Regions from separate parts of the Ovis aries genome. Here region 1 is linked to region 2. Evidence: chromatin contacts called from public Hi-C data. All regions are on one chromosome and are shown on one strand. Each heading gives the region's core, a stretch centred on a gene start, on an enhancer-like site or on the middle of the called end of the contact. The rest is flanking DNA. Distances are from core to core; before and after follow the strand shown.

The links. Hi-C and Micro-C count contacts between places; a contact is called where the count stands out from the background.
Region 1: a Hi-C map of tail adipose tissue shows a contact between it and region 2, with 2.7 times the contacts expected there. The contact joins two enhancer-like sites. A contact is called at or near these places in 3 of 16 Hi-C or Micro-C datasets (hypothalamus, skin fibroblasts and tail adipose tissue).

What each region holds. Positions count from the first base shown.
Region 1 is chr4:69,055,912-69,063,065 of ARS-UI_Ramb_v3.0, forward strand. The region is part of intron 4 of CREB5 (cAMP responsive element binding protein 5); the gene reads right to left. Among named protein-coding and RNA genes, the nearest start is that of CREB5, 250 kb to the right of the region's middle. Within about 2 kb of position 4,445, at least 2 of the 54 cell types and tissues checked have an H3K27ac peak or open chromatin away from gene starts, as enhancers often do. A contact at or near this core is called in tail adipose tissue, where this site is marked.
Region 2 is chr4:68,847,040-68,853,200 of ARS-UI_Ramb_v3.0, forward strand. No RefSeq gene overlaps it. Among named protein-coding and RNA genes, the nearest start is that of TRIL, 94 kb to the left of the region's middle. Within about 2 kb of position 2,957, at least 2 of the 54 cell types and tissues checked have an H3K27ac peak or open chromatin away from gene starts, as enhancers often do. A contact at or near this core is called in tail adipose tissue, where this site is marked.

The sequences.
Region 1 (7,154 bases), core at 3,195-5,694, 210 kb after region 2:
TTTCAAAGGGGTGGGCAGAAAAATATCTTGCTGAGACTTCAGTTATGCCTCCCATGTAAGGAACATTAAGTAGAAAAAACCATAGCATTCTCTGTTTTCCAAGGATTCCCTTATGATAGGTCCTTCCTGCATTAACATTACCAGTGTTCCTTATGTACCATAGATATATTTAAGGATGGTGCACAAAATATTTAAACATCAAAACATTTGGAAAAAAGCCTAGGAGCTCAGTGCTACTGACAGTCACCCCCGATTCCAGGTGCCAACAGGAGAGAGGGAGCAGAGAATCAGACAGGGACCCTCCTGGCTTCTTTTTTAACATCTCGTCCTAGCTCTAGTCAGGCAGTTCAAACTCCAGACACCCATGTCCTGTCATCAGTCAACTGCAGGAAATTTTTAGAAATTGTTGCCCAATCTGCAAGGACAGGAGGTGGAGGAAATGGAAAAGTGAGAGAGGGAGGAAGTTCTGCTCCTTGGTAGATGATGGAAATCAAGGAAAACATTAGTGCTTGTGTTTTTTCAGTCCAGGCACCTAAAATTTTGGTGTGGGGGGATAAAGGCCGTTATCTTGTGGAAATGGAACAAACTTCCCTGGGTTGGAATGTTAATCTTGATTCTTGTGGGACGTATACAGTCTGAGCTGGATTTTGCAGATGGCCAATGCTATATTTTCATTTGCAACTGAAGCTTTTTACACGGGTTTATCCTAACTTGATTTACAAAGTGACTTCAGACACAAATATAAGTGTTTATTTACTCCTATTTCCCAGCTCCCAGCCTGTAAAGATGCCATTCCTAGATCTGAAATTCTCCTTGTTCTTCACTTGGCAGGCATCTCCTCAACTTTTGGACACATTTTCCCAGAGAGACCATCCCTGGCTGCCTTAACTAAGTGGGAGCTCCCACCCACTCAATTTTCCAATGCTGAGCTGTTTCCCTTCCTCCAAAACCCTCATCCCAACTTTCAGTTATTCAAGTGCTTGCTTACTTCTTGTCTAGCTGCCCCACTGGCTGCAGGTTCTATAAAAAGGCAAGAGCCACACTATTTTATCTAATAGTTTACATCCCAAACTTCACCAAGTGCTTGGCACATCCAACACGGTCAACATTTGTTAGAGTCATAGAATCCTTACCACGAACTTGGGAGGTGGGTATTTTTACCAAAGAAGAAAACTGAATTTCAAGGGATGAATTGCCTTGTTGGGAGTTACGCAGCTCTTCTCTGATGGAGCTAGGACTCTGACTCAGGAATTCTGATGCTGTTTTAGAGTTCTTTCTACTACACACCTGCTTTCCAGGTGGCGCTAGTGGTAAGAACCCACCTGCCAATGCAGGTAAGAGATGCTGGTTTGATCTCTGGGTCGGGAAGATCCCTTGGAGGAAAGCATGGCAACCCACCCCTGTATTCTTGCCTGAAGAATCCCATGGACAGAGGAGCCTGGCGGGCCATGATCCATGGGGCTGCAGAGCTGGACGTGACTGAAGTGACGTAGCATGCATGCACTACGACACACTGCACAGAAAGCAATGCCACGGGACTGTCAGGGCACGAGAGGGAACTATGGGATTTTCAAGTATCCCATTGGGAAGCTGTGATACTGCGGCTTTAAAAAAAGGAACATGTATTTAGTCTTCACCCCCTGGGTTCTGACACAGAGCTTTTAAAGCCCTTGGGATTTCCAAAGGTGTCCTTCGTTCTGTTAATGAGCTGACTTTTGGACCTCAAGATATGGATGGTAGCTGGGCAACCAACCAAGAGATTATGAGGGTTGAAACTTTCAATCTGACCTCCAGACTTCCCTGGAGGATAAAGGAGTTGAAGACTGAACAGTTGCCAGTTGCCAATTGCCAATGACAATCATGCCTATAGAAGGAGGCTTCCAAGGAAACCCAAAAGGACAGGTTTCAGAGAGCTGCTGGATTGGAGGTTTGGAGAGAGTGGCATACCTGGAGAGGGTGGGGAAGCTCCAAGCCCCTTCTCACATGCTTGCCTAGTGCATCTCTTCCATCTGGCTGTTCTTGAGTTATATTCTTGTATAATAAGCCAGTGATCTAGTAAGTAAAATGTTTTGCTGAGTTCTGTGAGCCACTCCAGCTAATTAACTGAAGCCAAAGAGGGGATCATGGAGATCTCTGACCCATAGCCAGTCAGTCAGAAGCAGAAAGGATATCCAGGACTAGCAACTGTTGTCTGAAGGGGCTGGAAGGGCTGTCTTGTGGGACTGAACCCTTATCCTGTGGGATCTGACACTATCTTTGTGTAGTGTCAGAACTGAGTTGAATTGTAGGATACCCAGTGGGTGCTGGAGAATTGCTTTGGATGCCTGGCGAGAAATCCTACACTTTGGAATTGACGTGCAGAAATTTTAGAGGCAGATAAAAACCAATAACGCTCTAGCATCTGTATCCTGAAATCCTTCCAACAGAGAAGAAGAACAAATGATCCTCCTCAAGGTACAGTCAGCAGCTCAGGGCTGAAAGGCTTTCACGTCTGCTCATCCCTCTGTTGGTGCTGGGTGGCCGTTGAGACCACGTACTTATTTTGTGACCAGATCGCTGGTTCTAACCCCAGTACAACCATCTACTAGGTGCATAACTTTGGGTAAGTTATTAATGTTTGTACCTGGTTTTCTCTTCTGTAACAAGAAGAAAATAGTCATGTATACCTCCTAGTGTTAACACTCTGCCTGGAATTAAGAGAGGTGTTCAATACAAAAATGTCAAATTAATACTGAAGGAACTTACAGACATATCTGTTCTATGTACAAAAAGTAATTGTCTTGGCTAGCAGGGTGATGAACAAGGTGAAAAGGGGTTAAAAATGTATTTGTGAGATTTCCCTGGCAGCCAGTGGTTTGGAAGACTTCGCCTTCCAAAGCCAGGGGTGCGGATTCAATCCCTGGGTTGGGGAGCTAAGATCCCACATGCCTCGCAGTCAAAAACGCCAAAACATAGAAACAGAAACAGTATTGTAACAGATATAATAAAGACTTTTAATAAGGTCCACATCACAAAATAATTTTTAAAATTTTTTGGAAATTTTTGAGACTTTTTAAAAATTTATTTTTTACTGAAGGTAATTGCTTTACAGAATTTTGCTGTTTTCTCTCAAACCTCAACATGAATCAGCCAGACTTTTAACCACACTATTGTCCTTTTATATGGTAAGCTATACAACCAGGATGATTCCAACCCACACGCCATGCACCAAGCTGCTTTATGCACTGACCATTTTGCTCTACCGCGTGTCCCTGTATCACTCTAGTTTTGAGTGGCTACAATTTTTTCAAACATTTTCAGCTGCTGCACACCCAGCATGATGCCTTAAGATGCAATATGTCAGGTGAAAATGAAAAACACATGTTTTTTCAGCACTTGGTTTCAAGTGTTATTGGGTTTCCAAAAAACACAGACTTGAGAATCAGGATTTCAAACAGACTATACTGAAATGTAGATATTCAATTGTTCCCGAAGTTGCTGTTAGGAATAGGTAATTAATCAGCTGGTATTAGAAGTGAGCAACATTTCAGAGAAGAGATACATGGATTTGGTGTTATGTCAAATGAGTAGTTCTTAGTCTTATCGGTAGAAATCCAGGAAAACATAATTGCCTCCATAGAAGTGATATTTTCTAACATTTAAGCTGTCCAATTAGCCATCACAGGAGGAAGGTGCTGTAGGAGCTAGTAAGTTCAGGGCCTCATAGAATGGCTTGGGCAGAAGCTAGGCAGCTACCTCTAAGGGCTGCTTGGAAGTTATCTATTGAATGGACAGCTTGGACTAGGAGACCTCTGAGGATCCTATCAACCTTGGAAGTTCACATTTTCTAAATGTGACACAGAAATACATCTTTCTAAATCTATGTTCCTTAATTCAGCATCGGTCAAAGTTCTATGTTTATAGAAACATAACCAATACTGATGGTATTCTCTGATGGTAGAGTCAACTCAACTTGGCAAAGAGCTTTTACATGTTAATGATGTCTCTGATAAACAAAAATTAATTTTCAAAATGTATTAGATATCATATTCCTTATACAAAGCTGAGATAAGCTGTCAGAACAACTGAATCAGGAAGGTTCAAAGCTTTGGGAAGACTTGAGACACCAAAGAGGTAAAGGAGAGTGTCGTGGCCCTCTGTGTCGGGGTCATGACTGACTCTGAAAGGCCAGTGAGTTTTCTGAAAGCAGCACAGATCGTTCAAACCCTGACTGTCCCACTATCTTCTGGAGCAAAGAAACTCTCCACTTTGCAGCTGCCTGCTCAACAGCGAATACAGAGTTGTTTGCTGGCTGTCCCAGAGCCTCTCTGATCTGTCTATCGAGGCCAGAAAGAAGAATTCAGGGGCCAGCAAAAGCTGAGCAGCTTGGCTGACCTGTACACCGGGTGCATGATTCCAGAACAACTCTCTGAGGGAAGGGAGGAGATGGAAGGAGAATGGGGCAATAAATTAGTCATTTGGATTTCCCTATAGGGCCTGCCTCCATGTGTCCATCCTCACACTCTCTCTCTTAACATAGTCCAGTGGATTAATACTAACAATCTAAGTGATGTTGAGTGCTTAGCTTACTATGTGCTAAACACTTTTCTAAGGATTTTGCATGTATTATCTCATTCAATCTCCACAACAATCTGTAAATATTTTTATGATGTCAATTTTCAGAGAAGTAAAGTGAATTATCATCTAGCCTCAAATCACACAGCAAGTGGCGAATCCACCATTTAAATAGATACCCTCATTTGGAAGTCTAGGCTCTTAACTATTATCAACTAGGTAAGTGGGAAAAAAGTTCAAGCAGGTAGATCAAAATTTTGGAATAAATTCTGTTATTTAATTTGTAAACAATCCTGTAAGGCAAGCATCAGTAGATCTTGCCTTTTTATATATGATTTTATATATGAGGAATCAGATTCATCTCCAATGTCATACAGTAACAGTAACCCCTGCATTATGTACTAAGCCACGGACAAATTTTGATTTCTTGAACACCCAGAATGACCAGGCACTAACATGAAAATGACTTCTGGTGGTTGTGCTGGTTTGTTTTGGTGCTGAAGAGATGCTGAAACATCTCAGCCATGGAACACTTGGGCCTATTGTAAAGGATGTAGCCAGAGATGCCTAGGGTTCGGGGGACACTTTGGCATGAACTTCATCCTTTCCCTTTAATCTGGGGATGACCATGCTGTAGAGCAAAAACTCCCTTTTCACATGTTAGCAGGTAGGTTAAAACAGACAGGAACTGGTTAAAACAACAGGAACAATTGTCCATTTAAATGAGTTGAGTATATTTCTGAGCCAAGGCCTTTCAGGGCCTTGGTATTCAAATTTAAGCCAAAAGATTAATTTAGTCCAATGTTTCTCAACCATGACCTCATTAAAAAAAAAGAATAGAAAAGCTGATGCCTGGGGCTCCACCCCAGAAGAAATGATTCAAACATTCTGGGGGTGGAGTCCATGTACTGGTACTTTTTAAAAGTGAGAGTCCCAGGTAGCCAGCGGTGAGCCACACTTTAAGGAACCAGGTGCTATCTCATCTAAAACTGAAGCTCAAGTTGATGCGACAGTTCAAGGAGATCTTACCTTTTTCTCCTTGGAATATTGATTATCAGAAACTCCAAACAGAAGGGAAAACTGTGATGGAGATCTGGGGAAGAAAGTGCCCAGCAGCCACGGCTGAAGACAGGGAAAGATTATCAGAATCACAATGCTAATTATGGAAAACCAGACTCCCTGGCAGAAGGCCAGGGGCGTGGCAGAATGCATAGGGGTGGAGGGCAGGAGAAATTTTAGGAAATTAGAAATTTTAATAACTTTGGCTGTCAAGGGTTGCAGTTAGATACTGAACTGTTTCTACCTTATTGCAAGCCTTGAGAGCAAAAACAGATCAGAAAAGAAACTCCTGTAGCGCATTCTAGCTGCTTTTCTTTTCTCAAGCTCAAGAACAAAAAGAAAATGAAGCATTTCCAGGGTTGTTTTCTGATGAAGGGCCCCCATAGGCACCCTTTCTGAACACCAGGGGGAGTAACACATAGTCGACCTCCTTTACCAGGCCTTTCAATACAGCATGAGAAAGAACAAATTCTTGCTTATTGTTTAGATCCCTGCCTAAATAAGCTCTTCCTTCTCTCTCTGGCTAAAGATAACAATCCATTTGTATTCATTTAAGAGAGTAAGTAAATGTTCTTTAAAAATAATAAAGTGGATTGGATCACCCCATAGTTGAAGTCACACAAAAGGAGCAGAGTAAAGGCCCGATCCCCCTTGGGTTTGAATCCCAGAAACAGCACTTAGTAGCTGTGTCACCAAGGGCAAGTTTCTTAATTTCTCATGCCTCAATTTTCCTGTTTGTAAAATGGGCACGTCATAGGATGGTTATGAGAGCCAATGAATACAGATAAGCTTGAAACAAAGCCTGGCGTATAGTAAGTCATCAATCAGTATTAGCTAGTGCTTGTACCAAGGAGACCACCAGAAGATTTTAATTTTAGATTTAAATTCTTCCATACTTCAACAATCCCAAGTACTTTATATTAAAAATCATTCAACTCAAAAATGGTAAAGCCACTGGAGCCTTTGAAAGAAAGTGATATTTAAAGATAGAACTGAGTATCATTTTTTTTAATTAAAAAAAAAATTTTTTTGAGTGTCATTTTTCATATACATCAAAGATCACTTATTCTAGTAATCCATGATAAGAATATACAGAAAATACTGACTTAGTACTATCATAAAATGGCCAATACAAATTTTAAATATACAAAAATGCACCCACAAAGGATGAACTAATAAAGTGAGTGTGCCATAATGAAGAAACACAATGATCTGTTAGAATATCAGGATCGTAAAATTTCCTCAGAGGATGTGAGAAATTAGGTGAAGAAAAGGAGCATATGGTACTTATGGACAAGTTATATGCATTTTTAGTCTAACAACCGTCCAAAAGACTCTAGCAGTAGTTATTTCACTAAAATGCATGTACTTTAATCATCCACAAAATTGTTTTGATTGTAATAGATGGTCCTCTACAAAGCGACGTCATTTTAACAGAATGAGCAGCCAGTAAGAAAGCTCTGGGTTGGGTTTTCCCCCACGAGAACTGATGGCACCTTTACCACGGATGGAGGCCGTGGAATAAACACGGCTGTTCCAAA
Region 2 (6,161 bases), core at 1,707-4,206:
CTGTGTGCCTCACACACACACACACACACACACACACACACATAACTTTTCTTTCTCTTTCAGTATCATCACTGTTGGCTAATAATGAAATTGTGAATAACATCTCACTTTTTGTTGCATCCCAATATTCTTTATTTGCAAATTTGAAATGAGTGTAATTCAATGACAGCAGCAAACAATAGCAGTTACAATGCTGCGCAGGATAAGAATACTTTGCAGGAGAATGACGTTTCAAATTAGAATTATTTGATTTGATTGGGATGAAAAGAAAATGGTAATGTATTCTAATCAAATAGTAAGCAGTCAAAAGAAGCAAAATATGGAAAAGAATCTGAATATTCAGGTGAAATGTATTTGACTACTACTACTTCATTTGATGTTTTCTACTAGTTTAAATCTTGTTAATCAAATCTAAAGTTATATAACCCATTAATCTCATAGGTTAATCAGGGTAAGAAATCTAGTTCAAAGCCTGAATAGAATGCAGTTGTATTACTTTTTGGTATTTAAAAAAAAAAAAAAAAACACCCTTTTCGCAGTGTTACATCCAAATGAGTTTGACAGAATGGCTGTTCATAACTTCCATTTATAAGGAACAGCCTTATTTGCATGTAAGGAATGTACTGTGAGTACATTACATTAATGCAGTATGTAATAAAATAATAAAGCCCTTTTGTTGAGCACCTACAATGTCTTGTACCGCACAGAATGGCCTTACCTAAGAATTAAGAAGGATGTGGTTTGTCTCCTGGAAAGCACAATCCAAATGGCTCTTTTAAGAAAGTTAAAGAATTACTTGTTGTTTAATGTCTTTCTTAATAAAAAACTTTCAAAAGATAACTTCCACTCAGTTCCAAAACACTTTTTACAAATTCTGAATCTGTGGAATCTAAATTAATAAAATGTTTTATAATAATTCCCCAAACTGTTTAGGTTGAGAATTTTAAAATACCCTGGATATATGGTCTGTTCACTGCTTCTTGCCAGCCTTATGTCTTGAATCTGTTTTTATCACCTATAGATTTGTCTTCCCTGCCTTTCCCTGCAGAAGTGTCTGAGGGCAGACACCTTCCTAGCCAGCCCAGACTCTTCAGTGTTGAATGACAGAATGAGCTAATACAGTGTAGAAATGTGTTAAGAATCCACGTTTTAAGGAAACATTTTAATTGAAAATATCGTTTTTACTACAAAGTAATAGATATTCTGAGTTAAAATAAAGTCATACCATAAATAAAAGTGTAAAGAAGAGAATAAATAACTCTGATCATTCCACCCAAAACTCAGGAATAAGAGTTGCTACCTAGACATTTAACAGTCTTTTGACATATGTTTGTCCAGACATTTTTCTGTGGGTCTACACATCTCTTTAAATCATCAAAATATGCATTATGTTATACAATCTAATCTGCTTTTTCACTTAACAATGTATCATGAGCATTCTTTGCTATGGACAAGAACAGAAATCATTGCCATTTTAAAAGGCTTTTAAGCATTACACCATATAAATATATTAAAAGGAATTCAATGAACTTTTCATAATTAACAATTTATGTTGTTTTCAGGTCTTTTTTTTTTTTGGTATGAAATACAATTTAAAAACAGTGACTTTGTGCTTTATCTCTCCCCAGAAGGGACAGTTTGAAAAACCCCATGTGAACAATCAAGAGGCTTTTTGTAGCCGCATCATTATTCCGTGTAGGTTCCTAGATTATTCCAAGGATCTTCTCCTGAAGGTCTATAGTTCTTAAGTAAATTCAATTTCTTTAATATTTGGAGTGTCGAGAAAAGAAATCATGGAGTGCATGAGCTCTGCTAGCCTTCCTCATTAGTCTGGGGATCAATCTGCCTGTACACAGAGCAGCACACTCAGCAAGCTTTTCCCAAAGGATCAGAAAATACTGACAATTTAAGATTCCAGTGAAACCACGTAGTGATATAAGAAAAAAATCTATTTCTAAAATCTATTTCCTTTTTATCCAGGCAGGCAGCACTGATGGAGTTTAAGGAAAGTAAAAAATAAAAAAACAAACACCTGTTTTTTATTTATAAATGACGCATGATGGATATAAAGGACTTTTCGAAAGAGCCGATGTTTTATAAATGTCCAAGTCACACAATGATTGTTTAAAAAAATCAAGAAAGCTAAAAGAAAACTGGATGACTAGAACATTTCACTAATTGCCTTTATTTTTTATCTCATCCCACAGAGCTGTGGAGGAATAACAGAACTGCCTTCCTCTGCTCTCCCCTTTCTGCTCATTTCCTGTCACAGGAGATGTGAGTTTTCAGTGGTGGTCTCTGTAGCCATTCACCTATGGCTGCTTGATCAGAATCCTGACATTATCTACCAATCTATGAAGCAAAAGGCATCCAAGACCCACTCCCTAGGGTGGGTGATGGTGTGCCAAGAAGAAACACCATCATAAGGGAAACGATAATCTCTCATCAGAGCTCTGTTTGCTTGTGTGCAGAAAATGCTAGAAAGAATAAGATGTTTCTAAGTGCCCCTGATTGATTGTAAATTCTGATTCTGTTATGGAATTTTCTTATTTCTTTGATATGCAGTGGTAGGATGGATTAAAACTGCTGTCCATAAGTGAAGCTCCAGACTTCAGTGGGACGGGTAAGCAGGCTGATTCTCCCTGCCTCATCGCTTCTGCCTCTGTCACCCCACTGAGGACCTGCCTGGTGTGTCAGGCCACAGTTGGCTTGCCATCATAAGCATGATGACTCCAGCCCAGGGTTGCCTGAATAACATCTTTCTCTGTCATATTTTGATAGTTCCCTACTGTTTTTCTAACACAGATGAGGAAGGGTGAGCCTCTGAGGGGAAGTTACTGTTTCTTTCCTGAGATGCTCAGTGAGGACGATGAATGTGGGCCAGGGTGGGGCGAGGACCCGGCTGAAATCTTGGCGAGAACCTGCGAGGGGACCCCACCTACAAGCTGACGGAACACAAGGTCCTGGTCCAAGCTGTTCTGCACATGTAAGCCGTTGCCTCCCAGTTCCAGCTGATCTGGCTTTAGTGGATGAAATGGCATCTTTCCCTTAGGAACCTCTGTTCCTGAAATTTCACTCAAGAGATCTGCTGCTTGTGATAACAGTGTGTCAGATAAGACAGCTTTTTACATCCAGTCCTTGGGTGACCTCTGATTCGGGAGACTATTCAGGAGTCCTGTCTTTGGTGAGAGCAGGCTCCTAGGAGGGCAGGGTGCCCTCCTTGTTTGTGGTGACCACTCGTGTCCCCCACAGAACATGGTGACTTGTGTGGGCAGCCCAGCCCCCTGGCCTGAGGGCCTGAGGGGAAGTGCTGGTGTGCGTGGTGGGGCTGCCGATGTGCTTATTTATTATTTCACTGAGTTATTGCTGAGTGACAAGGGCTCCTTGGGTCCTAGCAGGCTGGCATCCGTGGAACATATTTTTAACATGAATCGCAAAAGAAATAACAAAAATATGAAATGGCTAATTAGAGAGCCATTTCACAAAGGTCCTGCCTGATGACAAGTTTTTTGGTCAGTCTTGCCATTCGCTAATTTCCAAGTGGAGTGAAATCAGACTCCTTGAATCCAGGACTCAAAGCTGGGGCTAGGGCTGGGGCTGGATGGGGGCAGGGAAAGAAGACAGAAGGCTGAACTATTTGGTCTGTTTTCCCACCCTCCTCGCATTTGGGGTGATTTCATTGCATTTTGAAAAGCTCTGGGGAGCACCTCAGTGTTTGGTGGGAGGTGTGGACCTATAGTCACACAGCAAGTAATTCTAACTTATTCCGCTATTTCTAAGACGAAACGAGTCTCCGCTTAATGTAAAACTCAATGCCCTTAGCTGATTTTTTTCCTCTTTCATATTAACGGTGCATAAAAACTTGTGACTCTTTCCCTGCAGTGCAGTGAAATATTACAGTGTTCTCTGGGAGATTTTAAAAGCCTTCAAAGTAGGTAATCATGCTTCTGGGGTCACATGCGCGATGAATACCCAAGTTGCTATTAATCTGTGTGCAAGTATGCCTTTGGAGTTTATGGCAAAGATGAAAATGAACAAAAAGGGTTTTCTCCATTGTTTGACAGGCTAACACTTAAACAGCTCCTTTATTTCAAGGTTGGGCACTGGAAAGACAATACCCAAGCAGCTTCCACAAAATATCGTTTACACATTAGGAAGGAATGTTACAAATTGCTGTATTATTTGCCGCTGACCTACATAAAGGGAGGAGATCAGTCCCAGAGTGGAATGGAAGCGTACACGAAACAGTAGAGAACACAAAGGGACTTGAGTTTCTCTTTTATCTCGAAATTTATGGGCTCACAAGATGATAACCTAAGTCATGTCAGGATCCTGTTTCCCTGAGCATCATATACCCACCTCAGAACCTCTGTATTTCAGTAAGTGATCCCCAAACCTAGTGGCTTAAACCAACCATTTTATTTTGCTCCACAGTTTTGTGAGTTAGCATTCAGGAAAGTATTGGCTGGGCCATTCATCTCTGATCTACGTGAAGTCAGCTGGGGCAGCTGGGGCAGCTGGGGCTGAAGGATCTTTCCCAAGATGGCGTCTTCACTCATGGGCCTGGAACCCTGGGCTTCCCCCACCCCTCCTTCTCCTCTATCTTCTTTTTCCTCTCTCTTTCTCTTTTTCTCTCCCTCTTTCTCTTTCCTCTGACCTCTTATCGTCTAGGGTCTCTCCAACTGGATGTGGCTTGACCTTTTCATGATGTGGTGGGCTCCTCAAGAGTCACACTTCTTACAAGGGGGTTGGCTTTCAAAAGGTAAGATGTGAAAGAAACCAAGCCAGTGAAGGCCTGCACTTGGAACAACCTCAGGTTATTTCAGTGTTCTGCTGGTGAAAGCAGTCCCAGGGCTTATCTGCATTCAAGGACTGTAGATACAGACACCTCCTCTTGAGTAGAGATGACCAAGATTAGCAATTAGAGATGACGGTGCAGAGGTGTGTGTGGAATAGGACACACTGCTGTCACTTTTAGAAACTATGATCGGTCACAGGTGTGTGTGTGTGTGTGTGCATGTGTTTGCTCAGTAACTCAGTTGTGCCCAACTCTTTGAGACCCCATGGACTGTAGCCCACCAGGCTCCTCTGCCCATGGAATTTTCCAGGCATGAGTACTGAAGTGGGGTGCCATTTCCTATTCCAGGGGATCTCCCCACCCCAGGAATCAAACCTGTGTCTCTTGCATCTCCTGCATTGGCAGGCAGATTCTTTACCATCTGAGCCACCAGTGAAGCCCCATAATCTGTCATAGTGGAAAACAAAAGCCTAAAGCTATGCTCCAGAAACTTTTTTTGTTGGAACTTCAATGATTGTTCACACACTTTTGTGTTACTGATTTTATTCCCTCAGAATGATTAAACAAATATATCTATGATTTTAAACTGAAAAAAAAATAAAGTTTTGTTGCTGTTAAGTCATGATCTATAAAGTCTTCATTTTACATTCCAATAACCAGAGTTCAACTTCTATCATAAATTCTACTGCTTTGGACTCTGCGGCCAAGTGAAGTCTCCATGCAGGTCACCTCTACTCCAGCCTCCCTGCCTGTGTGAAGCCCAGAAGGCAGATTGCCACGCCTCTTAAGGGTGCAGCACTGGGTTCATCTCTAATGTCACCTGTCAGCCTCATCTCCTGCTACCTATCCATCCTCATGGATGGTCTGTGAATTGAGGCACAACCTCCACATTACGATCTCTATGCTTTTAAAATTTTAGCTCAGTTGAATTATGTTGATTGACTTAATAAATGAATAAATGTCACCCTGATTCCAGGAACTTGGGCTTGTAGGTTGACTGAAAGAACCAATAAAAGAAAAACCTGGGGCTATGGCCAAGAAGACTTCTTCCTACTTGGAATCTGGGGTGAACCAAGTCCACACCTTCTTAAACCTCTACCACCACAGATGAGAGAAGCTGAAGAGCTGTGAATAGCAGCTAAATGGTGTATTTATTTCCAGAAAATAGGATTTTAATTAAACACATTCTCTTCAACAGCTCTTACCAATCAAAGGATTAGAACTGTTCTGGTTGCCAAGCACAAACTCTACAGAGGAAATGGCCTGGAAGAAAAATAATTTTCTCCACCTCAAAAATAGGAGTAGGAAAAATATGAAAATAAATATTTTCAGTCTTATATTTAGTAATTTTAAAATTCCATAC